7 separate regions of the Mus musculus genome follow, and all the other regions are linked to region 1. The links are chromatin contacts, called in public HiCAR-type, HiChIP or PLAC-seq, capture Hi-C and promoter capture Hi-C maps. All regions are on one chromosome and are shown on one strand. The core of a region is the stretch at or near the end of the contact, and the rest is flanking DNA. Distances in the headings are between cores, read along the strand shown.

Evidence for each region. Promoter capture Hi-C pulls out the DNA fragments that hold promoters and counts their contacts. HiCAR-type assays count read pairs that join an accessible place to other places. HiChIP or PLAC-seq counts read pairs in DNA pulled down with a chosen protein or histone mark. Capture Hi-C pulls out chosen DNA fragments and counts their contacts.
Region 2: a contact with region 1 is called in a promoter capture Hi-C map of stem cell-derived epiblast-like cells, with 2.4 times the contacts expected there. The contact joins the promoter of Gas6 here to the promoter of Kbtbd11 in region 1. A contact is called at or near these places in 1 of 39 promoter capture datasets (stem cell-derived epiblast-like cells) and 1 of 115 datasets of contacts at active chromatin or transcription factors (embryonic stem cells).
Region 3: a capture Hi-C map of embryonic stem cells shows a contact between it and region 1, with 3 times the contacts expected there. The contact joins the promoter of Rasa3 here to the promoter of Kbtbd11 in region 1. A contact is called at or near these places in 1 of 39 promoter capture datasets (pre-B cells), 3 of 484 Hi-C or Micro-C datasets (B cells, CD4 T cells and cerebellum), 4 of 115 datasets of contacts at active chromatin or transcription factors (double positive thymocytes, large pre-B cells, pro-B cells and 1 more) and 2 of 9 other capture datasets (embryonic stem cells and liver).
Region 4: a contact with region 1 is called in an H3K4me3 HiChIP or PLAC-seq map of pro-B cells, with 7 times the contacts expected there. The contact joins the promoter of Cdc16 here to the promoter of Kbtbd11 in region 1. A contact is called at or near these places in 2 of 39 promoter capture datasets (hippocampal neurons and liver) and 4 of 115 datasets of contacts at active chromatin or transcription factors (T-cell acute lymphoblastic leukemia, embryonic forebrain, pancreatic cancer cells and 1 more).
Region 5: a promoter capture Hi-C map of 3T3-L1-derived adipocytes shows a contact between it and region 1, with 4 times the contacts expected there. The contact joins the promoter of Upf3a here to the promoter of Kbtbd11 in region 1. A contact is called at or near these places in 4 of 39 promoter capture datasets (the 3T3-L1 cell line, 3T3-L1-derived adipocytes, pre-B cells and 1 more), 2 of 115 datasets of contacts at active chromatin or transcription factors (double positive thymocytes and large pre-B cells) and 1 of 9 other capture datasets (embryonic stem cells).
Region 6: a contact with region 1 is called in a HiCAR-type map of astrocytes, with 4 times the contacts expected there. The contact joins the promoter of Coprs here to the promoter of Kbtbd11 in region 1. A contact is called at or near these places in 6 of 39 promoter capture datasets (the 3T3-L1 cell line, cranial neural crest, embryonic stem cells and 3 more), 3 of 115 datasets of contacts at active chromatin or transcription factors (astrocytes, embryonic hindbrain and pancreatic cancer cells) and 1 of 9 other capture datasets (macrophages).
Region 7: a capture Hi-C map of embryonic stem cells shows a contact between it and region 1, with 5 times the contacts expected there. The contact joins the promoter of Tdrp here to the promoter of Kbtbd11 in region 1. A contact is called at or near these places in 1 of 39 promoter capture datasets (embryonic stem cells), 1 of 15 datasets of contacts at CTCF or cohesin (the NIH/3T3 cell line), 1 of 484 Hi-C or Micro-C datasets (CD8 T cells), 2 of 115 datasets of contacts at active chromatin or transcription factors (astrocytes and embryonic forebrain) and 1 of 9 other capture datasets (embryonic stem cells).

Annotation. Positions count from the first base shown.
Region 1 is chr8:15,008,926-15,013,247 of GRCm38.p6, reverse strand. Kbtbd11 (kelch repeat and BTB (POZ) domain containing 11) reads right to left here and starts at 2,223. Exons shown (of 2, transcript NM_029116.2): 1 at 1,934-2,223. It overlaps 5830468F06Rik (a long non-coding RNA gene), which reads left to right. Exons shown (of 2, transcript XR_003947516.1): 2 at 1-2,517.
Region 2 is chr8:13,492,019-13,496,340 of GRCm38.p6, reverse strand. Gas6 (growth arrest specific 6) reads left to right here and starts at 1,806. Exons shown (of 15, transcript NM_019521.2): 1 at 1,806-2,080; 2 at 2,329-2,495. The coding sequence starts at 2,002. It also overlaps a transcript of Tmem255b not described here.
Region 3 is chr8:13,675,403-13,679,724 of GRCm38.p6, reverse strand. It overlaps Rasa3 (RAS p21 protein activator 3), which reads left to right and starts at 2,138. Exons shown (of 24, transcript NM_009025.2): 1 at 2,138-2,332. The coding sequence starts at 2,278.
Region 4 is chr8:13,755,422-13,759,743 of GRCm38.p6, reverse strand. Cdc16 (CDC16 cell division cycle 16) reads right to left here and starts at 2,088. Exons shown (of 18, transcript NM_027276.3): 1 at 1,890-2,088; 2 at 692-746; 3 at 507-604. The coding sequence starts at 1,937. The region is part of intron 1 of Gm46032 (a long non-coding RNA gene); the gene reads left to right.
Region 5 is chr8:13,783,665-13,787,986 of GRCm38.p6, reverse strand. It overlaps Upf3a (UPF3 regulator of nonsense transcripts homolog A (yeast)), which reads right to left and starts at 2,372. Exons shown (of 9, transcript NM_025924.2): 1 at 2,103-2,372; 2 at 1,734-1,840; 3 at 516-622. The coding sequence starts at 2,303. Gm46032 (a long non-coding RNA gene) reads left to right here and starts at 2,931. Exons shown (of 2, transcript XR_001778519.2): 1 at 2,931-4,262.
Region 6 is chr8:13,888,324-13,892,645 of GRCm38.p6, reverse strand. It overlaps Coprs (coordinator of PRMT5, differentiation stimulator), which reads left to right and starts at 2,375. Exons shown (of 4, transcript NM_025556.3): 1 at 2,375-2,479. The coding sequence starts at 2,411.
Region 7 is chr8:13,972,793-13,977,114 of GRCm38.p6, reverse strand. Tdrp (testis development related protein) reads left to right here and starts at 2,338. Exons shown (of 3, transcript NM_173744.4): 1 at 2,338-2,574. The coding sequence starts at 2,473.

The sequences.
Region 1 (4,322 bases), core at 974-3,473:
AGTCCGTGGCTTCCAGAGCAGGACAAATATCCCTGGATTACAGGGGCTCATGGGAGACTGGGCTGGTTTCCACTGGAGGCAGCCTGCTCTGCTCCAGGCAGTCCCGACTCTCAGCTGACACAGTCTGTTCTGACCACAGCCTCAATGCAGGGCGGTCCAGAGAATCAGTGCAACTGCCTAAGTGGATCCAGATTTGCACCGAGCTGTTATTACACAGTAATCTATGCCATGGTGTTTAGGAAACATCTGAAATATGAGCCTAGATGGAGTGCTGGCAAAAGGCATTGCAAGGAGAGAGACAGTCTTTGTTCATGCTGGGACTGTACTGAACATACCCCACTAGAGACCACCACCCGCGCGGGAGAACAAAGTGATGATGTGACCCAGCCTGTGACCCACCGATCTAGACATAGGGCGTAATGGCCCCCAAACTGGTGTAGCTGGGAAGGGCTCGTACAGAAAAGCACATTTAATGCTCTCTCCCAACTCGTAAACCAGAGACGACCTTACAGACGGTAAACAAAACATTTTAAGTATCTTTCCTCTGTATTTTTCTAATGATATGATGAGCCATTTCTAGTAGTTGATATGAAAAGCTCTGAATTCTTTTTATCTCATCAGGACCTTAGCCGAGTTACACCGGAAGGGAGCGTTGGAGCGCCTAGTCAGTCAGTGTGGGGACGCGGTTTTTTCCCAGCAACTCCGGGTACCCGGTACCCAGGAAAGCTCCTTTCTGCCTGGCAGGGCTTGGGGTGGGGGTGGGGGTCTAATAATAGGAACCCTTAGGATGAAAGGCTTAAGGGCGCCATTGACAGCGGTGAGGGTTACTAATTAGAGACTGAGTAATTCAGTGGTTAGGAGTAGGGTGCTGGGAACCCACGGGGAACCAAGGACTAGTCACTCGGTGTTGAAAGATGCTGGGAACTTCAAGATAAGCTCCCGAGTGGAGCTAGAGGAGGGAAAAGAGCTCATTCTTTCTATCCCTGGACTAGACTGTAGCAGGCTGGGGAAAGAAGTGCTTCTTTAGGAAAGCTAAATAATGTTGGAGTGAAAACTCTCCGGTCTAATGCTACAGGTGCAGAGGGCCAACCGAGAGGAACTCGGCAGGACCTGCCCCCACCGCCCTGGAGGGGGTTGGCTGCCCTGGAAGGGGTTGTCCCAGCCGCACAGCGGGGCTGGCAAGGTTCCAGGAAGGCTTGGGCTCCACTCCCAGCCTCTTCCCAGGATGAAGGCGAACCGCGCACTCAATCCTAATTTAAATGCAGCGCGCTTTCCTCCTTCCATCCCCTCCCCACCGTGCTGTCAGGCACGTACCCGCGCAGGCCACCAGGCATCCCTGACCCACTGTCTGGCTCTACGAGCCGAGGCTCCCCGAACGAATACTGTAGCTGTGCGTGGCCCACGCGTCCCGCAGACTACCCGTGGCGTCAAGAGTCTGCCTAGGGGGTCCCCGTCCGGGTCCGCCAAATCATGTCCACTTTCCGAGCTAGCTAGCGCCCAGTCCCTGAGCTGCACCCCCCCCCCCATAAAGAACCCAGTGTCACAGGCAGCAGGAGGGGAGCGGCCAGACCCATGCCAGGGAGGGGCCCGTGCAGGCGACTCACTGTCGCCTGTCGTCCTCCCACGCCACGCCCGGTGCTTTTTTTCTTGGATCAATCCGGTCCTCCGAACCCCCAGTCCCCACTTCCCTCCAAGAGCAGCGTCCCTGCCTACCACCCACAAGGCCCTCCATCCTCCAGGAGTCCCGCAGGCCGCGCCCGGGCCCCTACCTCACCGCTCGCAGCTCGCCGCTCTCCCTCCACCCCTGCAAACCCACCCGAGCCCAGGACGCGCAGCCTGGCCGGGGGGCGTGGGGTGTGTGACGCGCATGCGCACGCGACCATTCACGCGCACCTGTGTGAGCGCCCCCGGGGCGAGCGAACCTTCCACGCACCTGTGCGAGCGCTGCGATTCTGTGCGCTTTCCCGATGCCGGGAACGCGCCGGGCTCCTCCGCACGCGTGCCAACCTCCGGGTTGGCAGCGACTGAGTATGCCCTGCACTTGGAGGGAGCGCGAGCTGGGAGGCCGCCCACGGCCGGGGCGCGCGTGCACCTCGCTGTCCCCGCCTGCCACCTACGGCTTGGGGGTCTTCCGGCAGAGGCTGCAGCTGAGCTAGCCCTCCGTGGATCTAGTGTGCGCGGTGCCCGGCGCCTGCCCGCAACAGCTCCTGCGCCTCCGCACTTAACCCATTCCAGACCAAGTGAGCAGAAGCTGGGAGCTCGCTCTTGGTAGCCTCCAGCCTTGACAGCAGCACCGTGGCGCACAGAGCACCTCCAGTAAAGAGACCCCGCTGCTGCACCCCGCGGGCATGACCTGTTGAGCCCTTCCCAACCCCAAAAAGCACCAGGAACAGGTGTCTGCCGCGAGCTTTGCCCTACCTAGGGCGCTCTTGGCTGTTTGACCTCCAGCATTACATCCTGGGTCCCGCTGAGCATCTGTAAGAAGCGATCCCACACATAGTAATTAAAAATCTGTTGCCCACATCCTGATAGAGTCTAGAATCTTAAGAAAGTTCTGTATAGTGAAGCTGACCAACCAGTTGGTGGACATTTCTTGGTGTCTAGACTGGCCTTCTCCTCTTGTGTGGGCAGCCTCGGGTAACATAAGGAGTGTGTGTCAAATCAGGGTTGATCCTGGGATAAATGCTTCTTTTAACAGCTTTATGCAAATTACCGATGGCCAGATTTCTGTGAACAGAGGATGTGAACATTTGCTCTCTACTCTGCTTTGATATTCTTGGCCAATTTATACCACCAGCCTTTCTGAGTTCAACACCAAAGCTGTAAAAACGCTTCTTGTTCAGTAGCCAGGCATCAACCAGGGCAGAAAGCTGCAAACTGCTGGAATGACTCCTTCCTTCCGTTCCTGTTGGTTACAATAGAAACAGGCTGAGATCATTTTCATTTTCATTATGTTAATTTCAGTTTGTCCTCAAATAGGTAACTCTCAAGGTCTCTTAGTGTGTCTCCATTTACACGTGGGTGGAGAAAAGGCAGAAAGGTGACCAGGATGCGGCCTCAGGGCTTTCTCCACGTGCCCAGCCTCCATCATCCTGGCTCTGGATGCTGGGTGGACCAGCTCCCACACTGGGCTGGGTACCATTTACAGACCTACCCCAACCCCATTCCAACAGGGATTTTTACAAAGCTATACACTAAGTAGGCTGTTCATGGAAATTTTCTGAAAGGATGAAAAAAAAAAAGTAAAGGAAGTAATTAAAAATAACCTTCTGGTGTCTCGTAGAGGGGGTGTTTGGGGGTTACCTGCCATGTGTTTCCCCACTTACACATTTATAGACTCTATTTCAGTGACGTCATTGAAATTTGCCAGAGGTGTGGTAATTAGTTGGAAATTCTTCATGCTTCATGAGGTCCTGAAACTGACCAGGACTGTAATCGCGGAGGGAGTGTGCCATCGAATCCTCCTGCCTCAGGAAGAACCGGACCGTACTGCAGACTTGAGATGCATCACCGTGGCTATCTCCCAGAGACAGGTGTGAACAGGTGTGGCACTGACTGAGCCTTTCACACCCTTAGTGCTGGGTAAAACCGACCAGGTCCAGGTCAGAGCAACAGGCTGGGAGAGAGCCAGCAGCAGCACGCAGACGACACCCTGAATGCAGTCATCCCTCTCAAACCTGACAGGGACAAGATGCTCAACCTGTCTCCCTGACAGTACCCAAGTCAGATGGAAGGATGTATGCTGTGCAGTGGGTAGTGGAGCCATCTTTCTCCAGGGAGGGCGTTCCCCCGATTCTACCATTGCCCTGAGAGCTCTCAGCTCTCTCCGTCTGTGCCTTTATGGTTGATCTTTCCTGCACGCAGCCTTGTGAAGTATAAAAGGAAGGTTGCCTGCCTGTAGGTCATACCCATGTCACACCTCGTTCCTACTCTTAAGCGCTTTAGTTGGCTCCTGTGGGGATCCTGGGTGTTGTTTGCTCACAGATGCCAGACCAGACAGTCCCCAGGATTTTTTAAAGCCCGTAAGACTTCATGTTCTGCACTGCTACCCCCTCCCCCAAGCAATTAAATTCCAATGACTGTCAGGAATGGAGCCAGTTACTCTAAGTACTTCCAGCTTTTCGGCATTAAGAATAAATAATTAGATGTTTGTTGGTTCATTTCAAAATCCAATCCATGCTGTGTAAGAGGGAAGTTGTCCCCATGGGACTCCCTTAAGTACCAGCCTTGTCTGACCAGGCCACTCCTAGAAACGCCGCCACCAATCTGCATGTGGATTCTTTCAGATGCGTCTTAGATATGGTGGCTGAGCTGCCTGGGCT
Region 2 (4,322 bases), core at 557-3,056, 1.5 Mb after region 1:
AGCAATCTCAGTTCAAGTGTATTGCACAGAGAAGTGGCCTTGGGGACTGTGCAGAACTGGTTCCATCCAGACACAATGCTTCCACCCAATCTCCACAGCCCACCTGAGCTTATTCCTGACAAGAGAAGCAACCAGCTTTCCTTTCTGTAGCCAGATCATTCGCAACACCCCAGATGGCTCCAACCTCCTGCCCTGTGGGGCTGAGCCTCACCATTTCCATTGCAGGGCACTTCAAATGTGAAATATTTACCCGGGTCGTTTCTTACAGGTTTCCCATGGCTGCCTTGGAAAGGGAATTGTTTGTTTGTTTGTTTGTTTGTTTCATTTGTTTTGTTTGTTGTTTGTTTGTGTTGATGACTCGGTTGAGTGCCCTCCATCCAGCCTTCCACTTCCCTCCACATTTGCTTCCTCTTTGCTCTGTTTTCTAAGCCAAATCCAGGAGGATGCTCTCTCTTCATTAAACCAACGGTCTGTATAATGTGAGGCATCTTTACTGGGATGCCCAGCAGAAAGAATGCACTGGGAATGTAGGGGAGACTGAGGTCAAGGCTAAAGGAAGCCAAAAGATCTGGATAACTCCATCGAGCTGAGGTGGTGCTGGGTCCTGGTTGTCTGAGTCACGACCACACCATAGAAGCCAGAGAAGCTGTCTCTCATGGGGGGAGGGGGGAGGAAGGGATTCAAGTAACTAGAAAAATCAAATCATCTTTCCTCCAACCTTCCACAGGTGTACAGGCAGCAGCAACTGCAGACATGCAAACCACCTGACCTCCACCCATGCCCGTTCCTCAGAACCTTCAGAAATGGCGGACCTCTACTTGGCTTGGAATGAGTGTTCGTGAATAACCAACACCACTTTTGAAAACAGTGTTCCTTCTTAAGAAAGAGCAGAAAATTAATACGGCAAATATTCATTCCAAGCACATGGTGTCTGTAGGCCTGGGGCAGCCTTAGGAAATTCGGGGTGCTCTCTGGCTTCTGAAGTTCTTGGCTTGGTTTCCTGGGAGTGCCGTGATTCTGGTCTGGAAGCAGGCACAGCTTATCCAATTTTTAATTCCCTTTCAAGATGATTCCCATGGCAGTCATTTCTCTGAAATTAAGATATTTGTTAGCCCCACCTTCAAACGGATGACCTTAAAGAAGAATTCCACCAGTATTGACCTTGTGTGCTCCCAAGAATCTGGGTTGCATTCACCCAGAAAAGAGGGGGAGGGTGACTCCTTATCCTTTTCTATCAAAATGCTGAGGTAAGGATGTCTCAGGAACATCTACCCTATTGGGTTTTGGCAGGCTGCTGCATATCTGCATTCTGTGATTGGTCTGCAAGGTGTGTGTGTGTGTGTGTGTGTGTGTGTGTGTGTGTGCATCTATGACCTTGCAAAGTGCCCTGAGACAAGAGCCAGAAAGCTTTGGTACTGGAAAATACACAATGCTGCTTTCAGCCTGTGGTGTGGAAATCAGATTTCAGAGGGAATAACATCTTGCACCGTGGACCTCCACGCCACTGGGTGTGGCCACAGTTATTGTTTCCTTAGTGGATGTTGCATCTCTTTAGAAAATGTGCCCAAGAATGAAGATTCCGAAAACGATGTCTGCAGAGGAGGATAGAAAACGGTCAAATTGTACCTGGGCAGATGCCCAGATACAATTCTCCTTTCATTTTACCGCATTCTAGCAGTGAAATTTTGAGGATACTGGAGTCGAACCAGTCAGCCTGCCTTGCCTCACCCAGCTCGGCCCCGCCCCCAAAGGCCCCGCCCTACTCACACTAGGCCCCACCCCCACCCGCCCTAAGCCCCGCCCTCACCCGCTGCCTCCTTCACGGCCCAGAACCGCAGCGAGCGCCGGGTGCGGCGCTGCCGCCGCAGGGATGTGACCTTCACCGTCGCTTAGCCAGGATGACCGGAGCCCGTGTCTCGCGGCGTCCGCGCCTCGCTTCAGCCTCCCGGGTGCTCTGACCGCACGCTCCCGGCTGCTAGGCTCCCCGGCACCGGCCTCGCCATGCCGCCACCGCCCGGGCCCGCCGCCGCCCTGGGCACTGCGCTTCTGCTGCTCCTGCTGGCTTCCGAGTCTTCTCACAGTGAGTACCGCAGGGGTCCCCCAAACCCACTACCCCGTGGTGTGGGGCTCCAGGCCTGTACCCCGGCGCAGCATCCTGGTGCCGGGTACCCCAGACACCCTGGCATCCTGTCCCCGGACCTCTGAGCTCTAGGCATCACGGACCCGGAGCATCCCAGACACACAGGCATTACGATCCCCAGCATCCCAGACCCCCTACATTCCAGCCCCGAGTGGGTGTAGGTTGACCGTACACCCTTCTTTCTGCAGCTGTGCTGTTGCGGGCGCGTGAGGCGGCGCAGTTTCTGCGGCCCAGGCAGCGCCGCGCCTACCAAGTCTTCGAGGAGGCCAAGCAGGGCCACCTGGAACGGGAGTGCGTGGAGGAGGTGTGCAGCAAAGAGGAGGCCAGAGAGGTGTTCGAGAACGACCCCGAGACGGTGAGCGTGCGCCAGGGGTCGCGGGGTGGGTCCTGGGCGTCCCAGAACCCATACTTTTGGGGGCCGCAAGTTCCGACTCCCACCCTGTGAGGGTCCAGGAGACCCGGGGACTGTCGAATCCCAAACATCCTTTCTGGAGATGTAAGGATCCTTGTGTGGACCGCACCACCACGTGCACCCCAGAACTCTTAGACACTGAGCCTTCTTCGCACCCCCTTGCACTTCTCCATTCTTGAGCCCAAGTTTCTCAGTTGACCCACAAGTCCTCTCCTCTTCAGGAGTAGAAAGCGTATCCTTGAGTGGGCTCCACTGAGATCCCTTCAGTAGACTCTGAAACTAAATCTTCCCCTACCCTCGAAAAGAAAGTACCCGTGGGAAAAATCCGCAGTGATTTGAAACTCAAAGGCTTCCTAAGACTGCCAGTCCCTTTATTGGATTGGAGGTGAGGGGTGGGGCTCCTCTTTGGTCTTCCTCCGGAGGGACCCAGGGTTTTCCTGAAAGAGGAATTGAAAGATCTCAAAGCTGGAATTGCTTGCTGCAGCAGGTCCAAAAATACGATGGCTGGAATTGTGCTAAGAACATGCATACGGGCGGGTGGGGAGCAACGTGAGGAAGAGGGCCGGCACCTGCCTCTGCAAGGGCTGTGCTGGCCCAGGACAAACTTCTATTAATAATGTCCTTGGGGAATGGAGCAGGCGTACAGCCAACTGCAGCCAGCAGCCTATGTATGCACAGGACTCTCCCCAGAAGGTGCGCGTGGGGGCTGAGTGGATTCATGAGGGGAACACACCCCAGCGTAGGGCATGCGTGAGGTTGATTGAGATCTGGACTGGCCCACGGGTCTCCGTAGTGATGCAGAGCCCCCCCCCCACTCCCCCCCCCAACACCTGCCAAATCGGTATGGTTTCACAATGTTGGGTTCCGCTGGCATTTTCCCTTCAAAGAATTCTTCTGGGGTGAAGTAAGGATCACATGATGTTAGGATGGCGCTGTGTGAGCCATTGGGGCCTTTGCTTTGACTTGTGTCTAATCGGCTGACTGGACAATCCCTGTCAAAGCTGCTTTCCTGATAGCGGTGCTACAGCTGTTGAGTGTCACCATAGCTGCTTTGGCACTGTTACCCAGTGTGGAAGCCAAGATCAGGTGACAAGCTGTGCCCCACCCCTGCTCCCCCCTCCCCCACCCCACCTCCCACCCTCCCCTCACCATGGTGCTGCCCCAGGCATCTACAGCAGGATGGGGCAGATGGCTGATCTTTTTCTACCCTTGCTGCTGCTTCTCTGTTTTGATGATTGCTCTCGACCCAATGAGTTCTGCCATCGGCATTCTAGGGTAAGTCCCAGTCCTTGGTCACCTGGGCTGTGGGCTTAGGTGACTGGTTCTGTGTGTTACAACTCCACCCTCCCATGAAGCTTCCTGCCATTCAGTGTGGACAGGGCTTGTGGTGACAAGAGTTGAGAGAGAGCAGCAAGGCCACCACCCAGCGGTGGAGTCCCGCCCCTCTGCAGCCTGCCTGCCAGGGCAGACAGGCCCAAGCTGGCCCTCCTGACTGCCTGGACAGGGAACTGCTTTTCTTAGTTAGAGTCAAGTCCCTCTGGTTTTAATTGCTTGTATGTTTTAATTATGATCTTATTTGCAAAGGTCTGAAATGAAGACATGAAAGAGAGTAATGTCCTCAGGACCCCCACCTCCTCCAAATAACTTCTCTTCGGCCATGGGAGGGTTTCCCTTTTCTGTCAGCTTTTGGGTGAAACTCCTGACTATAATGCTCCAAAGGACAGACCCCTCTGGTCCTGTCAGAGCCTGTCTCCTTCAGGGCTTGGCGTA
Region 3 (4,322 bases), core at 889-3,388, 1.3 Mb after region 1:
GGGCTCAGTTGGTTTTTTAGCTTTACAAGTCTGCATTGCATTTGGAGCAAAATGACCTTGGGACTGCAAGCCCTAGCCATCCTGGAAAGATCTAAGTGAAACCCTCTGCTAATCAGCTGCCTGCCCTTGGGATGCCCTTGAGCGGTCTAGCGTGCACCTGTGTGGAGCAGGCACCTCCCGGGTGTCCTCCTCAGAATTCAGCTTCATCTTCGGTAGCAGGCCGTCAGTGTGGAAGCTGCTCACTCTGACTGATTGCCTTTGGTTTTATTAATTAATCCAGGGGAAGCCTTCTCCTGGGAGTGTCTGTCTCTCTCCTGGCTCTCCTGTCCTGGTGGCCATGATGCTACCACATCCTCTTTGATGCTGATGGTTACCAGCTTTCCTGTCAGCTCCTGGTCCCCTTTCTGCCCCTGTCCTCGCTTTTGTCAGGGCCTAGCTCTGCGGCAGCTCAGGGTTAGCTCGTCTAGTCCTTCTACGGGCATCTGTCCCTGTGGGAAGTGCCAGTCTTGGTCAGGTGGTCTGGAGTGGGTAAGAAAGAAGGCTGCACAAGCCAACAGACAAGGCAATAAGTAGCGCTCTCCAGTGGCTTCTGCTTCTGTCAGTCCTTGCATCCAGGTTCCTGCCTTGACTTGATGATGAACTCTGAGGAAAATAAACCAATTCCTCCCCAAGTCCTTTTGTTGGAGAAGGGTCTACTACAGGGTTTCTCTGTGTACTTCTGGCTGTCTTCAAACTTACTCTGCAGATCTGGCTGGTCTTGAATCCAGAGATCTGCCAGTCTCTGTCTCCTGCACTGAGATCACCACCTCTCCCCTCCCCATCTTATTTATTTATTTATTTATTTATTTATTTATGGTTTCCAAGTTGTTTTTGGTCATGGTGCTTTATCACAGTACAGCAGCCCAGCTAAAGCAGTCTTTTGGTGATTTTGTGTCCTTCCCCACCACCACCCCCATCCCTGTCCAGTCATGTGCCTCCTACCCAAGTTCTCTACCACTAAGCTGAGTTCCTGAGCCGGAGATTCAGGGTTTTAGATGTGTTAACCCAGAGCGGCTCCCTCTCTTCCCAGTCAGAGCCTGTCTATGGCACAGCAGCTTCTGGAGGGTTCCAAATCAGCTTCTCTGGAGTTCCAGCACCTTCCTGGGTGTCCTGCCTATACACTGTATTTCTGCTCTTTGGCTGCTGGTGAGAGAGCTACCGTATAGCACCAAGGGATTTTTGTGTCACACCTTTCAGTTGGTGTATCAATGACCTAGCCTCCTGACTCCTCAAGCGATGCCACTTCCGTTTTCAGTCCTACCGAAAGGCAGGCCTCCTTCAAACCCACTGCAGAGGCTATCTCTACCGCCACTCCCCACCCACCAGGGCCTCTGGGAGACACTTCTGTGACTACTATAAGGAACGAGGGACTAGAGCTCTTGGCCCTCTAGGAAAGCTGGGAGTTATGCCAGCTGCAGGAAAAACTTAGTGGAGGGATCGGGGATAGGACCTCACAGTATCGTTGTAGAGATACAACAATTCTAAAGTTGCATACCAATCAAATTGCCAGTAAGCACCAGGTTTGAAGGTTCTGGAATGCTAAATTCAAGGGCCGCGTTGAGGCTGCCCAAGCACACCACAGGGTAAGCAGGGACTGCTTGCTGGGCACAGGGTCCACTTGCCCTCACTTTGACAGCATATCACCTTCTGATTTCTCCAGAGCGATCGGCAGGTGTCACTTTTCTCAGTCGCTGAAGCTGGGGCTAGAGGAAATCTTTTCCTTTCATACCTTTTGTTTGAATATAGCTTTTTAGATTTTAAGTGCGAGTCGGTCTTACGGGACCTGGCGGTCAAAACACAGATCAATACTCACGATCTCTCTTTGTCCCAGGTCCAGAGAGACCGGACCAGCGAGGGCTGTGAAGAGGGACCGCTTCAGGGGCACTCCAAGGCAAGTCCCTTCCGATCCCGCCTTAGAGTCCGCCTCCGCCTCCTTACAGACCCGACCAATGGAATGCAGTGTTTGACAGTAGGCGGAGTCGTACTACCCCACCCCATGCAGAGCCTTAGCCAATGAAGATCGGGGCTCTGGCGAAGGAAGGCGCCCGCAGCCCCGCCCCCGAGCTCTGCCAATGGAAGGGCGCGAGGCGGTGCACCCGGTCAGAGCGCGGACCGCAGCGCGCGGGGCTCTGGGGGCATCCGCAGCTCGGCTCCGTCTGCCGGCTTCTTCCCCTGTCTTGTCCCCCTTCTGCGGCCGCGCTGCCGGGCCCTCGCGCGTTGGCGAGGTCGACAAGCAGCATGGCGGTGGAGGAAGAGGGACTGCGGGTCTTCCAGAGCGTGAGGATCAAGATTGGTGAGGACCGCGGTGGCGTGGGCAACTCCCCAGACCCCTGTTCTTGGTATCCGGCCGGGCTGGACCGGCTCCTCGTGTTTCTCCGCCTAGACTGCCCGGTTCTCCGTGGCATTGCGGGGGAGGAGGGACCTGTATCAGGGGGCGTCTGTTTGTGGGAGTGAGCGCGCGTGGTTGCCTGCGTGTGTCCGTGTGCGCAGCACCGCTCCAGATCCCAGGCGCCTGACTTTACATGCACGAGCACGCGCGGATCCGTCTGGGTGCTCCCACTTCAGGGATCGGGTCTACTGATGTCAGTCTCCTGGTGTCCTCTCCACAGTTGTGCGCAGGAACTTATTTCCCAAGGAGGGGGCGCCCCTTCACCTTTTCGGCTGCTGCAGGCTTCGAGGCCGTGCACGCGCGCGACCGTGTGTGTGTGTGTGTGTGTGTGTGTGTGTGTGTGGTGTCTGCGCGCTGCAGGCCTGGTGATGGAGCCACCAGCACCTCCCCCTCCTTTCATTGAGAACTGGCCGTGGGAGCTGTGGCCGGCAGGCCTGGCATTCAGGCTGCTCTGGGCTGGTCGGGACTTCGGCAGCAACGCTAGGAACGGGGAGTGAAGTGGAACTGGAGAGACCTGGAGAGGACTTCCTGATTTTTTTTTTTTTAACCTGGAGATTTCGTTTTTCCCAGTTGTTTTTTATCTTGTGAGTGACGTGTGAGTCTACTTCCTTACAGTGGTTTTCTGAAGTGACCGTTACACATCAAGTCATTAACACACTGGGCAGGGGCCAATTTTCTTGGAAGGAATTCTGGGTCCTAGTGCACCGTCCCTGTAGTCTTTTCCCTCTGAACTGCGCCCCACATTACTGGCCTGTTCCCATGTGAAAAGGCCCCTAGTGGGTGGCAACAGTCACAGCCTGGTGTCAGTTGTTGATGACATTCGATGCTGTCTGAAGAATGCCAGCTACTCGCAATCAGCGTGTTGCTTCCTGTCCGCTTTATTTTGCTTTTGAATCATCGCCCGAGACAGTTTGATCTTTGGTTCAGAAGCGCTGCGGAGAGCATGTGGTGTTTGGGCTGGAGCAGAGGGCACGGGAGGGATTTCTCTTGCTCTTATGCCTGGAATTGCTGTCAGTTTCCATCTGAGGAAAGGGGCTGCTTTCTGTCCTCTGTGGGCAAAGACTACTTGTGTGAGGGTGGCCAGCTTCAGTTTCCTTCAGCCAGATCCTCTGACCAAGTGAGTCCACCAGGCTCCAGGGGTGCTGTGCCCTTTTGCTCAAGGATCTGGGGAGGTTGCTGTGGAATACTGCTGGGGCAGAATCAGGTCAGTTGGTGAGAAGGGTCCAAGACTTTCTTTCCCTTTCAGTACAGTGTGCTTGCTTCAATCCTAGCATCGGCTACTGTGCACACAGGGAAAGGTTTTAGTTCCATTCAAACAAAGAGGATTTCTTTTCCAGAATGACATAGTAAATAAGACAGGAGGGAAGGAAAGACTTCAGTCTGTCTGCCGGAATCGGGTCTTCACTAGGGGAGCAGCAGAGGGGACAAGTCAGAAGGTCCCTCCTCCGTTGCTAGACGTTGAATAAGGGTATGATTGGAGCCTTCATTGCCTCTGACTGCATAGGGGGATGGTGGCAGTGAGTGAGGTTGGGTAGAGGCGTCTCTGCCTTATCTTTCCTCATCATTTTTTTTCTCAAGAGTATTTACCTGCAGGGCTGCTCAAGAGGGGTGGCCCTGTGCTCTCCGGATGGCGTATGCAGGGAACATAGTAGCTCTGCAGATAGATCCTGCCCTCTCTGGATGGAGTATGCAGGGAACATAGCTCTGCAGATAGATCCTGCCTTCTGTGTCTGAGCACAGATGTGTGTTGGGTTCGCCTTTTGGAATGCAGAAAACATCGGTAGCAACTGGATTGGGTTTGATGTTTCTTGGCTGCCCTGCTTGTTTGATATCACTGGGGTCCCCAGGGAAATCTTATCAGAAGAACAGGACTCCTAGCCAGGTGGGTTAGGTA
Region 4 (4,322 bases), core at 839-3,338, 1.3 Mb after region 1:
AGTGAGAGCCTTGCTCTTAGGCTGAAGAGATGGCTTGGCAGTTAAGAGTGCCTGCTGCTCTTCCAAAGAACACAAGTCTGTTCCCATTGCTCAGAGAGCACTTCACAGTGCCTGGAACTTCAGTTCCAAAGAATCCAATGCTGCCTTCCGGTTTCTGGAGGCACCCACACTCATGTGGCACACACATAAACACATAAATAAAAATAAAAAAAAAAAGCTCTTAGCCAGGTGTGGTGGGACACACCTTTGATCCCAGCACGAGGTAAAGGTAGGCAGATATATGTGAGTTAGAGCCAGCCTGATATACCAATTGAGTTCCAGGACAGCCAGGGCTGCTACTTAGAGAAACCTGGTCTCAACAGCCCCCGAACCCCCAAGAAAAACCCAAACCAACCGATAAAACATTTTTTTTCTCATAAAAATAAAAAATTGGAGTTCTTTTAAACACACACCCAACATGAGGCCCCAGTGGCGTTTCCGACATCTCCCACAGCTTCGGTACTTACTTTGTCCAGCTTGCGTGACCGGAGCGCATGGGCTGCTCGGTGGTACTGCGCTGTGAGGTAAAGGCACTGAGCCAACCAATAAACATCCTGGGGCTCCTCTGAGGGGCAAAATTACACAAGTGGTCAGAGGCTCATGGGGAGCTTTCTAGAGATTAATTAGGGGAAATAAATTGCATGTCACTCACCATGAGAGAGTGAAGCTACCTTGTCTGCCCAAAACAGAGCACTTTGATACTGTTGCTGCATACAAAAAGCAAACACAGGGTGACTGCTGTTGCCCCCACAGTCGACTAATATAAATCCACACACCAAATCCACCACTCACTACAACACGTTCTTAGATGTAGCACGGGGCCCACCAATCACCTGTATTTTACAGCTCAGCTAGTGTGAGTTTTAGGTCGTCATTACCGTAAGAACTTCATATATACAATTCAAGATAGCAGTTTAACTCATACACTACCAAAAATGTATCAGCTAGTATCTAAAACAGTGCATAAGCGATTGAAATGCAGTCATCTAGAACTTCTGATACTGACATTTATGTAATAACACTTCCCACAAGCTCAAATGAATCCTAAAGTAGCATCTAGCAGAGCACTAGATTCAAATATTTCACAATTAAACCCATAACCCTTAACAGTCACTGGTCATGGGCAATGTCGCCCCCTGTAGTCAACTCTAACAACACTTAATCTGACAGCGGAAAGACACTCAGGAATCTGTCCTGGTTAGTGCTGATCCCTAGCTCTTACTGCCTCTGCCTCAGTTCCTCAGGATATAGTCAGAACAGGGTAGCCCAATGAGTAGCCAGGAGAAAGTCTTATGGACCCGAGAATCTGCTCTGAACAGATGCCCCCAGAGTGAAAAAAGAGGCCCACATTGTCCTCTCTACATCTCAGTGCCAAAGAAAATAATCACAAACCGACTGCCCCTTAGCACGCAGCCTTCCAGCGAAGTGCAAACCTCTGGCTCATTCACTTAGCATCTCTTCCGTTTCCCATTTATCGGGAGAGCAAGCATTTTAGCAAAAAACCAAATGACATGACAATGACGTGGACCCCAGAGACACCCCTTCCCTCGAATAGTCCCGGCTTGTCCACTCGAGAGCAGCGCGGAGGCTGAAGATCCAGCACGGGGTATTGTTTCCAGTCCTAACTGGAGACAGCTAGCTTGTCTTCCCAAGTATTCTGTCCAATAAGAAACACAACTAAATCCTCCCAAATGTCCTACGGTCCGGCCAGATTCCAAGGTCCCAGTGCAGCCGTCCCAGCCCAGCCCAGCCCTGCTCCCGCAGTCCACGCAGGATCGGAGCCATCGGGGCCGCGCTCCCCGCCGGGCCCCACCGCCCCGAAGCCCAGCGTCCGGCCCCCCGCCGCGCACCTGGTCCAGGTACTGCCGGACGCGTTTGCGCAGCGGCTCCAGGTTCATGGCCGCGAGGCCAGGGCAGGCACCCGACGCCCTCTCGAGCCTCCGCGCGCCCCCGGGGTGTCGAGGGACCCAAGCCCGCCGACCACCGCCCGGACCAGACCCCGCGCGCCACACGGCACTTCCGCTCCGACAGGCCCTACCCCGGAAGTCCCGTGCAAAAGCGTTCCCCCCGTCGGGTGTGTGCCCACTCTAATGGTTCCGTGGCGATCTTGGGCGCCAGCTCCTAGTCCTAACCTGTTCGCCTTTGTCCGGGAGGGAAAAGGGATCTAGCGGGACTCCGTGCCTTCCGGGAGTGGAAGAGACGCTTCTATAGCTACCCTTCTCCCTACCGGATATTTTTAAGATCGAATTTTTCTCTCTACAGTCCTGGGTGGTCCAGAGCTGTCCCTGGGTACCAGACTGGCCTCTTACTTTCAGACTCCTACACACACACACACACACACACACACACACACACACACAAACACACCTCCTTGGGTGCTGGAAATAAAGAGGTCCATCACCACACAGGGTATTTTGTGTTCTTAAAATTCCATTCTGTGCACTGTGCAGCCTTTTGAAAGTATAGAGACTGGTACCACTCAAATGTTCTGCTCTCACCCCTGTGAGCAGTTGGCTGCATCCTTTTCTGTGAATGACACATATGTATGACAGGGTAATATTTTAAGGACACACACACTTTTCCTGTCTTCTCCATTTGTAGGTAGTGATCCAACCGTACTTATTGACTTGAAGCGGGTGTGTGGTAAGGCATAGTTGACCATATTTACGGCTGTTTTCATTCATTTTACGAATAGAATTGTTTTATAAAGGAAATTTGTGCTGTCACCACAGATGGTAAACATCAAAGACAGGAATTTAATCTTTAAGTCAGATGTTATTCAGAGAGCTAGTTATCTGAGAAAGAAGCGGATTAACATTCTAACACCCCGTCTTTTTATCTCATCTCCAGCCAAGAAAACCTTATAAAGAGCAAACAAAGGCAATTATTCCAAAGTTTAATACTGCCTCTGGTCAAGGGTCAGCCTTACTCCTGAGATTATACTGGTTTGTGTCTCCGTATGTCTCCTGCACTTCTTCCTGTTATTGCTCTGTGCAGCTGGGTTTGCACCGTCCCAGGCTGCCGAGACCTTCATTGTTCCTGGAGAGACACTTGGGACAAACAAACGATTAGCAGTGTGTATGTGTTGAGCTATTTGCAGAATGCATTGCAGGTTTCTTTACGACAGTACGAAGCACAAGTGTATGCTTGCAGAATATTAAGGAGCCCCATCTGCCTCTCCTGTCTGCAGTGAATTTTCCTGAATTGTCTTGAGTTTCCCATGATCTCTCTGTAAAGCCTACAACAACACTATGGAGTTCCTCTTTTCCTTTGTCTTCCCAGATGTAGCGACTACAACATATCCTACCTAGCATATCCTACCTAACATATCCTACCTAGCATATCCTCCTCTGCATCCTTTCTGTACTTTGTCTGTGTGTGTAATTACAAATATATCTCCTCTTCTACAAGCAAGCTGAGAGGTACAATATTTCATTCTGAGACGTGCTTGGCTCACGAGGATACTTTAAATGCTTTTCTTCATCGGAAGCCACCTTGTTCTTTGCGATGTTTTATAGAGTTCTCCAGTCTGTGGCGGTAGGTCCCATGTGACAGAGGAGAGCTATAAATGTGGCCCAAGGGAATAGTATAAACTTCCTTAAAACACTATGAGGTTCGTATGTGGTTTGTTTTGTGTGTAACTCAACTGTGCAGTTCTCTAGGATAAACTTTGTGGCCCAGTGTCAACAACACCTGAATGTTTCTTGTTGTATCCATCAGAGTAGGTTGAGCTATGATGCAATCCCTTTATCTCTTGCCTGAGGGGCTGTGATACTCAAGGACTGGACCACTGCGTGCTCTTAATTGCTCTGGCACAGCAATACTCTTAAGTTTATTTGGGAAGGAGTATCTGGATGTGATTGATTTTGAACCAGCAGAGTAAAGCAGAGGCCCTTCCCAGTATGGATGTGCCTCTACATCCAACCTGTTAAAGACTAACTGGGATAAACCTCAGTCTCTACCTGGCCATTGGGCACGGGATGTCAGTGTCTCCTTGCTGTGGCTCTAGCCTGTGCTCTGGCTGGAACTTATTATCGCTAGCTTTTGCACTAATCACTTTATCACCTGATAAGAAGCAATGTAAGGGGGAAATGGTATACTTTAGCTTACACTTTGATAGGACATTGTCATGGCAGGGAAGGCATGGTGGCTAGGGTGTGAGGGAGCCTGTCACTTTATGTCTGCAGCCAGGAAGCAGAGGGATAAATGACTGCCAGTGCTCAGTTCTAGTACTTTCCTTGTTGATTCAGTCTGAGACTCCAGTATACAGTATGGCTCCACCC
Region 5 (4,322 bases), core at 1,123-3,622, 1.2 Mb after region 1:
GATGGAAACTGATGGATGGGGAGGGCAGAAAGCACTTCCTACAGAATGTTTACAAACCTTAAAAGCAGAAAATCTAACACAGGACAGTCGGACAGGACGGGGAAGGAGGAACGTAAGAAACGGATCCAGAAAGTTCAGGAGCAGAGTCCCTGAAGGGGAGACTGCGCCACAGGCTCCATGCCTGATATTCATGACCATACGCCCCTCCACCACGCTTTCAAGAAATGGCAATCATGGCCAGTGCTCTGGATCCCTGGCCTAAATATAAGTGTATGATATAGCCCAGAAAACTTTCATCAAACATCGTAAGATAACTTAGTTTTGGAACACAAGGTTCATTTATTGGGAAAAGGAGCCTGTGAGAACTTACTCCCCAGCAAGGTCACGATCCCTCCCGTTCTTATCTCATGGAAGGTCTGGGATGCTTTAGTTTATAAGCTCCGTCAGCACATGACGTGACAGTAAGAGTTTATGACCTTATTTTAGCTGTGAGAAGTTAACTGAAACTCACTGACCTTTATTGCCAATGAAGATATAGCCGTCAAAACGGTCTCTGAACAGCAGGATGTCATCAGGGTTCCTAAAATTAATGTATGCTCTGGAGTAGACATGAGGATAAAGGCTGAAACCGAGGCAACAGTGGTTAGTAAAACGGACGGCCCTTGATTCTGCCTTATCTCCTATGAATAAGCAAATACTTTTTCATGCCCGAGAATCACGTCTCAGTAAATTTTAACAATTTGGATATTCCTTAGCAAAAAAACAAAACAAAACAAAACACCCCGAAGATAAAGCAACCATTAACTGAAGCCTTAATTATCCAGGACCGCCTCTTCTGTACAGAGCCAAGGGTAAAATACTAGACTCCAGAAGTCACCATGCCATGGGTACTTTTAGAGCCATTTCTGGTACATCTGAACAAGAACGAGACTTGTCTAGGCTCCTTCATGGATGACATGCTGTATTTTGAATGGGTGTCAGACCACGTACCAAGGAAAAACTAAATCATTCTCCCCGTCTCACACACAACTCTTTTCACAGGTAGGAACGATTCCATTCCATTTCACAAAGAATACAGAAGTTTAGAGAAATCTGTTGTTCGTACAGAGGGTGCAAGTTACAAGCTGGGACCGGAATTGCACACCGAGTAATTGCACACTGTTCTTTTAGCCATTTTTCTAAACTTCAGCCACCTGAAAACCACCTGTGGTTTTTCAAAGGATACCCATTTAATTATTCATATTTTTATTAGAATAGACTTTAAAAAAAATAACAAAACAAAATTGGTATCCCAAAGGAAAGCGTATATGACACAAATGAGAAAGAATACCATAAAAGGATATAAAAATAAGTATCGTGGAAAACCCACGAATTCCTGTGGCACTGACATCTGCTGCTTAGGTCAGCCCTGCGTTGCTCGCATCCCCACAGGCAGGGAACCTTCTGGCTGGGTGGTGGTGCAAGCAATGAGAGATTCCACTTCTCAGGGCTCAGTTACTGGTCCCTCACTAGGGAAAACACTCCAGACTCAACGTGTGTAAGGGATGCAGTCCGGTTTTGCTCATCATACAGTTTATTAAAAGCTACGCCGAGGAAGGCATGGTAACGGGCTGACGAGGTGACTTGCCCGCTCCTAACGTGGGCGTGCACTGACAGCTGGGAGGGGACTGCAACTGCGAGCGCCCGCGGGGTCCTCCATCCTTCACCAGTGGGTGTCCCGCAGCAGCCCTCACCTGAGGTCCGCAGCCACCACCTCGAAGTAATCGTGCGCCGGCAGGGGGCGCAGTTGCTCTTCCAGCTGCTCTTTGGTGAGGCCCGGGGGCAGACGCCGGAGGACCACCTGGGATGACCATTGCGTTCACTCAGGTGCTGCCGCCCGCCACGCCCACTCAGCCTGAGGTTCCCCGGAGCTCGGGGGACCGCGGCTCCCCAGCTCCACCCCGACTCGCTAATCCTAGTCCAGACTGCTCGCAACAGCCCGCATCACTTCGGAGACTAGGCTCCGCCCCTGAGATGAACAACCCGCCCCGCCCTCCCCAAGCCCCGCCCACCGGGGGGCTTAGAAGCCGTCCTCTCGCGAGACTTGCGGGCCCCGCCCCCACCTTGCTCAGGGCTGTCCTCTTCTCCTCGCGAGGCTTGCCGGCCCCGCTCTCACTTAGGGTCGGGGCCGGAGGCGCCGCCGACTCCTTCCGCGGTGACTCGCGGCGGCAGTGGGTCTCTGAGCTCGATAGTTTCTCCCTCCAGCTCGGGCCCCGCGCAGCCAGGGCTGCGCCTAAGCCTCCGGCCCCCTCTTCCGAGCGCATCCCCACCGGCCGGCCGGCCGCCGCCACCTCCGCGAGAACGAAGCCTCGCGAGGACTAGGCAGCCCCTCCCTTGGAATTCGGTGTTCAGTGTCCCCTCCCCGGCCCTGACAGGGAAGGGGCGGTGCCAATGCTGGCCCGCGCCTGTAGGGGGCAGCGCGGCAGTTTTTAAAAGACAGCGGACGTCCTAGAACGGCGGCGACGGTGAAGGAGATCGGTGCTGCCAGCCACGCGGAGAGCAGATGCTCACTCCGGACGTCCCGTGCGCTGCTGACCTGCGGTGGGGACTGGGAGCCCCCGGTCCACCCGGAGTCACTGGGACAGTACCGAAAGTAAACCCGTCGCTCTCCTCGCCCCACTCTGCCCTCCGCCTCCCTCCTACACGTTTTCTCTGTTGAGACAGGGCTTTGTGTAGCCTTGATTGTCCTGGAACTCACTCTGTAGACCTGGCTCTCCTGGAGCTCAGAGATCCTCTGCCTCCTGGGATTAAAGGCGTCTGGCTTTTTATTTTTATTTTATTTGTAGCAGATATACGAACAATACAGTTTTCCCATGTGCTCAATGATGTATAGCACCATTCTCCCTACGTTAATGGTAAAGGAGAATGAGAGATTTTCAGAAATCGATCGTGGCACTCCTGAAATGTGACGTTTTAAATAAGCCAAAGACTCAAAACCGTTTAGGTCTGCGTCAAACAGGCCTCAAACATCGAGAGTTCTATAAAAGCCTGGGCAAGAGCGGTTTTCCAGTATTTCGTGTTGCAAAGAAAGCTAGGACTGAGCCCATCACTTGAACCAGCTCAGTTTGGAATAACCAGTTACACTGACCAGAAGTTCTGATAGCCTCTTAACCTTTATTAGGAAGAAAACACACGTGTGAGAGGCTGATAAAAATGTGGACGACGAGTTGTCAGGAAAAACCAACCCATACCCAGTTGTTAAGATAGTACAAGGTCGATGGATAGTAACTTCACAATGGAAGAAAGTTGGAACATTACAAGCTTGGAGCCAAAATTATCTCGGGCTGGCTTTTGCCCCCTTAAAGATAAAGCCATTGACTGTCCTCCTGTGTGCCTGACCCAACACCCTTTCACCTGTCTGGCAAACTGCTGGTTAGTTTATGTCAGCTTGACTCAAAATAGTCACTTGGTTGTGAAGAGGAAAGAGTTGAGGCATTATTTTCATCAGATTGGCCTGTGGAACAGTTTCTTGACTAATGGACGTGAAAGGGTCCCACAGCAGTTGGACCTTGCTTGTAATAAAGCCAATAAGCATTCTCTGTGGCCCTGCTAGTTCTTGCCTCCAAACTCCTACTTGAATTTCTTCTCTGATTTCCCTCACTGAGGGATGTGACCAGAGAGCTAGAAGAGGAACTAAATCTCTTCCTCCCACAAGTTGCTTTTGGTCAGTGTTCAGAGTGTAATGAGTTGTGGAAACATGAAAGATACCATTGAAAGAAGAGAGACATTATGAAGTATCAGAGGGATACCAGGGATGTTCTTGTGATATTTGGATTAAGAATCTACCTTTATTGGGACAAATAATGATGGTTAGCTGGGGATGAAGAATCAGTTGTGATTAATAAGACCAGCATCATCAAAGTGCAATTTTCTGGATATACTTCCTAAAGGTCAGCACACAGACACTGCAGTCCAGATGCAGTCAAGGCTATCTCAAGCAGGAAACCTGACTTGGTAATGTGTACCCCACATAGTGGAACTGATTGTGTAGGCATGAACGCTGCAAGATTTAAGAGGTCACAGAAATGAGCTGAGATTGAAACTGGAAAGAGCCAGGAGAGGCAGTAGAAACTCCAGCATGCTGGAGATGCTAGGACTGCAGGACCATGTCAGGTGAGGAGTGGAGCCTACTTAAGCCTACCAGACAAGCTGTGAGTTGTGGATGGCAGAGCCAGCCTGAGACATGGAGCTGCCCAAGTCCCCTGGAGCCCGGAAGATCATGAGTAAGTCCCAGACATTAGATTATAAATTATTTACATTACTGGATTTTGCTTTTGTTTTGA
Region 6 (4,322 bases), core at 1,126-3,625, 1.1 Mb after region 1:
GTTCAAGGCCAGCCTGAGCAAGATAGTTTCAGGCCAGCCTGAACTACAGAATGAACTCCTACCACAAGAACAAACCCGAAGTCACTTATTAAACCTAAGTCCCATGGAATTATACCGTGACACACACCTTTAGTCTCAGATACCAGCTACTTGGTAGAAAGCAGCATCAGAATTGTTTAAATCCAGGAGTTGGAGAAAGCTTGGCTAATATTGTGAGATCATGTGCCTCAGACAATGACAACAACAACAAACAGCTGTATGGTGTGTAGATTCTTTGTACACAGTAGGTAGAAATACTATTTGTCCACGTTGGAGATTGGCTACTAGAATATATTCTTTGAAATAGAATTGTTGGTCTCCAAAGTACCCTGAAATGTAATTGGATTAAGATTTTAAATAATCCCGAAGTCCTGAGTTCAATTCCCAGCAACCACATGGCAGCTCACAATCATCTATGATGGGATCCGATGCCCTCTTCTGGCATGCAGGTGTATGTACAGATAGAGTACTCAAACATTAAATAAATAAATAAATAAATAAGGCAAGAAGATCAGGAAGAGAAGTAAACACCATAATTCAGGGGTGGCTAATGTCACTAAATGTTGACTGAGACGGGAATAACCAACTGTCAGTCTCCACTTCTTGTATTGATTCGCAGATGTGTCCTCATTTAAACTGCTATGGAGGCGCTGGCCTGGGTGTCTGCTTACACAAGATGCAATAGGCTTTCTGTCCTTGTAGAAGAAGACATTTCATCCTTTTTAGTTTACAGGACAATTATCCATCTTTTTGTCTTTTTTTTTTTCAGTAAAATTATGTTGCTCAAAAAGGAGCAAGTACGTTGTATAAGCATGTCTTGTCTGGGAAGATGGATTTGTAGTTTCTAAGTCATGGCAGTGCGTGCTATTTTTAAAGCTTGTTATCATTCGGTGCAGATTTCTCTTTCAGTCAGAGTGTGGTGGCTCACACGTGTAATCTCTGCACTTGGAAAGCTGAAACAGACAGGAAGATCTCGATTTCTAATTGAACTTGGGCTGTCTAGCAAGACTCCTGTTCAAAACAAAATTGGAAGGTAAGTAAACATTTCTGATTCCTTTCCCCAAGCTGCTGTGGGAATAGCAATCATGCAGTGGGAAGCAAGTATCTCCTGAGAACAGGTTAGTCAAACGCGCGCTTGTGTGTGTGCGTGTGTGAAATCTATTTGTGTGTGTGTGTGTGAACGTGTGTGAATGTGTATGGGTGAATGTGTGTGTATATGTGTGAGAAATGTATGTGTGAATGTGTGTGTGAGAAATATATGTGTGAACGTGTGTGAATGTGCGCGCGCGAATGTGTTGTGTGTGAACGCTCATTTGTATGTGTATATGTGTGACAAATGTGTGTATCTGTGAATGTGTATGTGTGAATGTGTGAATGTGTATGTGTGCATGTGTGTGTGTGTGTGTGTGTGTGTGTGTGTGTGTGTGTATGTGAATGTACCTAAATACAATCTGCTCAGTCTATACAATGTTACTTGCATGTGTAGGGCTTCCAGGGCAGACCATTGGGTACTGAATAACCAACCACTGAATACTGGATAACCAACCACTGGGTACTGGATAACCAACGGTACTCTTCCTTGGGGAAGGCTATCTCTCCCACTCTCAGCAATCCTTAGTTGCCTATAGTTCTGTGTGTAGGGTTGAGGCTTTGTGAGCCAATTAGCATGTCTACTGGTATCATCTTTGTCCAGCTCCTGTTCCAGTAGTCATGTGGGCAAAACTTTTTAGCTGTAGCCTCTGACACTCCTAAGAGAAACGGAAAACGGAGAATTATTCAACAAAGTCACATTACTGACTTGGAGCACTGGCTTTTGACTCTAAGTTCCTAACACCACCTTGTTTTTGTGGTGGCACGTTGTTTTGCTCCTTTATCCTGGTTCCTTGCAGATTGACTTTAAAGACGATCATTAAATCAAAGCAGCATGTCTCCAGGCTGCTGGGTTATCATTTCAGATCATTTCAGGTTGCTGAAGTCCCTCATTAAGGGATGCTGTAGTGCGGGTGCAGCCTGCAATCTGGAAAACCCTGTGATTGGGTAGAGAGAAAAGTGATGGAGCCCATCGGCTGTGACTGTGTGACACCCGGGTGGGCTCTATGTGTCATTTCACAATGCAGTAGGAAAGCCCCGTGTGGCTGGGATGGCTCAGTGCCCAATCAGGCCTAAGGCTCGAAACCAGCACTAGAGGTCAGAAAGAGCTGTAGAGCCTGCGGTCCCGCACAACAACGCAGGTGGGCGTGCCGTCCGGCGCTGCCCCTGCGCCGCCCCGCCCCCTCGGTCGCCGCGCCGCCCCACGCCGATTGGCTTGTCCGCAGCCCGTCGGCCGTCACGTGCCGGAGCGTCCCAGGCGCCTGGCTGTGGGCGGCCGGGCATGGACCCTCAGGCAGCCACCGGTCGGGGCCCGGGCGAGCGGAGTTCGCAGGAGGCCCCCAGCGCGGAGGTGAGCGCGACGGGGTGGGGGACGCGGGCATCCGCGACCACCCAGGCGGGAAACCGCGGGGTTCACGCGCTGCCGGGAGGCCGCTCACCCGGGAAACGCCGGGGCCGCGCGAGTGCACGCAGAGAGCCTGGCCGGTAACGGCAGTGGGCGCGGGAACGCGCGCGGACCCGAGCCCTAGGCTGTGGCTGGCGCTGAAGGGAGAGGGACACTGGGGCTGCTGGGGAGCATCTGCGGGAGTGAATGCAGGGAACGCGGAGCTGGCTTCCCGGAGCCGGCTGCCCTGAGCCCGCTCCAGCCGCAGGGGGCTGGGTCAGGTGGGAGCTGCGAGGAAACGGATTTTTTTTTTCTCACCTTGAGGACCTCTGGCCATTGGTGGGGATGTGTAGCTGACCTTGGACGCCAGATGTCACCCGTGCTTTTTCCCATTTGATGAAACGAATGGTCCCCTTGTGACACGGGTTTTCAGAAACTTGTTTTTAAGTGCGCGCCATACAGCCTTTCCCCATGACCTGCCCGTATTGCATCCACCTACTGCGAGCTTCTTGACTGTAGACATCCTGTTTCCCAGAAGCCGCACCTATGCCTGGTGTATCCTAATTGGATGAATGAATAGAACGCTTACCAGAGCCTCAGTGATGGTACTTGAAGCTGCTATTCAAGTACCAATAGATTTGCAAAGAAAATCACTTTTGCAAAATAGGAGAGTGATGTTGTTAGGGCGGATCTGGAAAGGATGTTCTTGGGTGAGAGGGTAGGCCCAGCAAAGGTCTGGATATGAGAAAGGGCAAGGCAAATGGCCTTGGAGCTTGGGTCGGAGAGCAGGCTTCTTACAGAAAGGAACGTGAGAGTCAATATGAATGGCATTGCTGGTCTGTGATGGCAGTGGAGGGCTCGCGAAGCTTTTAAGTGGAAGGGTGAGCAGGAGTAGGGAGATAGGCGTGAGGTTCAAGTAAGAGGTCCAGCACCATAGGGGGCAGCAGTGGTCTGTGGTTATCACGGACTACAGGAGATAGAGTCATTAAAGCTCAGGGGTGACTAGATAATGAACGGTAATTAGGGTGAGTGCTAAGTACAGTTTATTTACATGCAGGATGAAGGCTGGAAAGACAGCCATGGTGGTCTTACAGAGTTTGGCTTGGCTCTTAGCACCCACAACAGATGTCTCAGCCCTCTGCAACTCCCTCTCCAGGGGATCCTCCTGGTATATTCACACACACACAAATATACACAAATAAAATAAATATTGCAATTTAAGTCAAAGAAGTGTTACTTCTTGCAGTCTAACAGGTGGTTTTGTTATTATTGTTGGCTTTATTGTAATATTTTTGAGACAGGGTCTCATGTAGCCCAGGAGCTGGGCTCACTCTGTGGCCAGGACTTCTGATCCTCCTGCACCTATCTCCTAAATGCTCAGATTACAGAGTGGCCCACCATGCCTGGTTTTATGTAGTGTTGGAAAAATCAGTGTGTAGCTTTGTGTACACTAGGCAGACACTTGACCAACTGAGCTACGTCTCCAACATATGTTAGATGTTTTATAAATATCCTCCATCATACGACCCCTGCCAGATCAGAACAGCCATTCCAGTATCTAAAGGTCACAGCCTACGTGCATGGTGGGGCAACAACTGACATCAGCCTGATCATCCAAGCCCTGGACATTACTGTTTCCACTGCAGAGAGACCTTGGGGGGAGTAAAGTTTGGGGAACTTTGAGGCAACAGGCCGCAAAATTACCTGGTTGGCATTGGGGGGGGGGCGGGGTTAGGTATTCTTTCCAGTGTGTAGAACTCAGGCTGCTTCTCCCGTGGACCGCTGTGGAATGGCTGTGTTGGAAGGAGTT
Region 7 (4,322 bases), core at 1,089-3,588, 1.0 Mb after region 1:
AGCTGTGTCATTAACCTGTGTCCTCCTTTAACCAGAAAGCTAGTGATGTCACCTCACCACCTTCAGAAGACTCTTCCCTGGTGTGTAGCCCCCTTATTTCATGCTCCCACCGATATCAATTAAAAAAAAAAAAAAAGAGTGTTGACTTACAACTTCTTTTGTTTTGTGACAATAACACTTTGTAGCCAGGCAGTGGTGGCGCATGCCTTTGACCCCAGCACTTGGGAGGCAGAGGTAGGCAGATCTCTGAGTTCAAGGCCAGCATGGTCTACAGAGTGATTTCCAGGACAGCCAGGACTACACAGAAACCCTGCCTCAAACAAAACAAAACAAACTAAAACAAAACTGAAACCAAACACTTCATGACACTTCTTCTCTTCTTCTATGGTGAGACTTGTCTGTCAAGCCAACCTGAATCTGTCCTGAGCCACACCTCAGAGGAAATCTTTCCTCTCCTTCGACAAGAACTGTGTTGTATCAATCCACTAATATCTCAGTAAGTTGGGCCTTGAGCATTTTGAACTCAGAGTGAGGTGACACAGTTGACATGCAAAAAAAGAATTTCTAGCCAGGTGGTGGTGGTGAATGCCTTTAATCCCAGCACTTGGGAGGCAGAGGCAGGTGGATTTCTGAGTTCGAGGCCAGCCTGGTCTACAAAGTGAGTTCCAGGACAGCCAGGGCTACACAGAGAAACCCTGTCTCACAAAACAAACAAACAAAGAATTTCTACATCAATAAATTCTATTTTATTCAATAAAGGCCAAATTAGCTTAAAATCTACAGCTTCCTCCAAGTGGCTGTTCAGGAAAGGATGGTTAGGCAAGATCTTTCTGGATCCCCAAATGAATTTGCATGTGTAAAGACTGTTTTGTTTTCTTTTTTTTAATGAAGCCAGACTGTATAATTCTCTTACAAACTCTGACAATATCATGCCTCAGAGATGATGGAATCAGTGACCCGCATCGCGTCCCCGGGACCTGAGAGATGTCCTTTACAGAGCCACCATCTCTACTTACCCGTCTCCCTTCCTAACAACTGAGGTCTTCCACACAAAGTCTTTAGTGCCATTTCAAAGCGGTCTAGAATTTAGCATGTGGGGTAACAGGCCTGGCCTTCTGAGTCATCTGGGAATTTCAGTTTAGTTTAACTTACTATGAGCATCCGATCCTGGCAGGATGCAGCCTTAGAGGAGGCCTGTGCTGCACCTGTAAACCACGGTGTTGTGAAGCCTTTGCTTGCTGTATTCGCAAGTACCCTGCGGCTACCTGTTCATAACTCCCAGACAGGCCAGGCGGGTCTGAGCTGGCTGGAGAAGGTTCTCACTGTGTTTACATCCTTAAACGTTCTTATGCACTTGAAGAACATGAACAAGGCATTTCGGAGTTTACCTACAGCACTTCTCACAAAAGCATACAATTGTGGACAGTTTTATTTACCTGTTATGTGTGTACAGTGTTGGACAGAGTGAGTATTTGGGAAGGCCAGAAGTCAAGTTGCTGTCTTTACCACTTTCCACTTTATTTTCAAAGATAAGACGTCTTAGGCCAGAGCTCACTGATTGGCCACACTGAGTGCACACTGTCTTCTGCCCACCCCCTTATGTCACCATGCCCACATGCCCAGATTTTTTTTTTTTTTTTTTTGGTGGCTGGAGATCTGAACTCAGGCTGCATTAGTCTGAGTGTCACCCTGAGACTACAAAGGGAAGTCGAGGCCCCAGGTCCAACTGGCACTGCCAACCCACCTACCTAGTCTCTTCTGGGCCCTGGGAACCTTCCCTGGACTCTGGTTGATTCTGTGTCCATCACTCTATCGATGCAGGCCTCACAGCAGCGCAAAGTGACCGTAGTCTATGCAGGAACCCTTCTCTTTCCCTAACACCCTCCTCCCTTGCAGGTGCCCCCCTCTCCGGTGGTCCATATCCACTAATGGACCTTTTAGGATCAGCATAGACCACTAACCCTCAGCCTGCGGTCACCGAAGCCCCGCCCTCGGCCCCCGTAGCACCAACTGGGCGAGCATGCGTAAAGCGCGGCCCCACCTCGGCGTTGCCTTGGTGATCCAGGATGGACCACGCCCATCGGGCTGGGTGAGTGAAGGGCCGGGAGTTGAGGGGCGGCCGGTGTGAAATGTCACGTGGTTTTGGTGCGTCAGTGTTCTTGGCCCCTTGGTAAAGCACTCGGCCCGCTGATTCCCTGGGGGGCCTACTTAGGGAGGTTGGAGCGGTCCTGGAGAAGTAGGGGACCCGCGGGCTGAGTGTCAGGGTGGGGGAGGACCAGGGAGGCAGGGGACCTGAGGAACCTGAAGGCTGGAGGAGGGTCTGGGGGCGGGCCTGGGGGCGGGCCGGGGACGGCCGCCCGCAGCTGACCGCCCCTCCCCGCCCAGTCCTCCGCACTGTCCCAGCGCCGCGGCGGGCCGGGTGTCCTCCTTCAGTCCCGGAGCCAAGCTGCGCGGAGCGGTCGAGCACCGGAGATGTGGAAGCTGAGCCGAAGTCGAGTGCTTCTGGACGAGCCCCCCGAGGAAGAGGATGTGCTGCGAGGGGCACCGCCAGCATCAGCAGCCGCCCCGGCGTCGGTGAGGGCACGCGTAGGGGCGCAGGTGCGGGCCGCGGGGTGCTCTGGAGGCCGAGCGCAGGTGCATGGGGTCGCGTGCCGGGTGCGGACTTGGCAGGGACCCGACGCTTCTCGGGGCTGCGAGGTGACTGCCCCGGAGGACCCCTCTGATGAGTGGCCGGGTCCTACAGGTCGTGGGCCCCAGAGCCAGCATGTGTGGGGTACCGCGGGGACGCGTACCCCGGGCACTTTCCGCACTGGCCGGCGGCGCTGCCCTTCGCTCTGCTGCCACAAGGGCTTTGGGGTTCGGCTTGAGACACCGGGGACGCGGGGTGACCGCTTCCAGGCCAGGTATTTCTATTCCGGAGTTGGAGAAACAGAGAAGTCCTGAATCATGGTGCCGGGGACGGCGGTTCGCTCAGACTTAAAAGCTTGGTGTTTTTGTTTTTGTTTTTTCCTTTCCCTTTTCTTTTGGTGACTATAGCGAATATAAAGTGTGCTGGATATTTATTTGCACAACACGTATTTCCTTTTTTTAAGCCTTTGATCCCGTCTCGCCCCCTCTCCCGGAAGAAGAGATCAGAGACCTTTATACAGAAAAAGCTTTGGCCCGACAAGTATAGAGATACGCTTGGAATGTGTAGAATTTTTTAATTAACAGGATCCCAGGTGGATCTGTGTGAGGCTTCCCCACCCACCTTCTCGGGACACTTTTCATTCCCTTTCATGTGCTAGGAAATTTAGGTCACAAAGTACGCCAATTTTTAAGCATAAAGTTATTTATTTATTTTTTTAAGCATAGTGTGAAAACTGTGGCTGTTGCAAATCTTTCTTTTGAAACTTGGAAGTAGTCCCGAGATTGCTTCTTCCCTAGTTGGAGCAAAAGAACGTCTGTTAGGAATGAAGTTTCATTGTAAGACATTTCTCGGGAATTTGATAAAGCTCGCTGCCAGCACGCAGACATTCCAGCTGATGAGTGTAAGCTTTTAGGTATGGTTTGTATCTGAATTTACATTTGAGAAGTCACCTTTTTGTGTCCCTAGAACTTACCTAGCTTTCATTTTTCCAGCCTTCAAGGTTTTGTAGCTAGACGGCAACTCTTAGAAGGCAGTAATGAGCATTTGTCTGTGGTCTCTAGATATTTTTTAAATCATCTTCTAGCCAGCAATATGTGTTTAAGTTTGCTTCACCTGTCTTTTCATGGTTCGATAGTAAGTTTCTTTTTGGCACTGATTACCTTCAGAATATCATGTCACCTCCTTCCAAGCTTGGATAGCTGATGCTGAAGTTCCTGTAAATAGGCAGGGTGGGCCTTCTGTAGAATTTCAGATCATTTAAGTAAGACAATGTGACTGCTGGGCTGTCATGGAGTGCATTTGTGTGTGTGTGTGTGTGTGTGTGTGCATGTGCATGTGTGTACGTACATGTGTGTATGACCGGTGAGTGCAGGCAAGTGTTTGTTTCCACGTCGGTGAGCAGGGTCTCCTTGTTTTTACCGGTTCCCACCCCCAGCTCCGGTCCCAGTGGAGTTCTGGGAGTACAGACCCACTGCCCTGCGTCTGAAATCAAGATCCGGTTGTCAGGTTTGCAGAACAAGCACCTGTCCGTGCACAGCCGCCTCCCGCCCACCCCCCCAGGTTCCCACCATTCCCACTGAGATCCTCTTTCCACCACTGCCTTCAGGAGAACAAATTTCTCTGCATTGCTTTAGAGTATTGGCTTTTGTTTTTGTTTTTGTTGTTGAGAATAAATGTCTTGAGGGTAGCACTA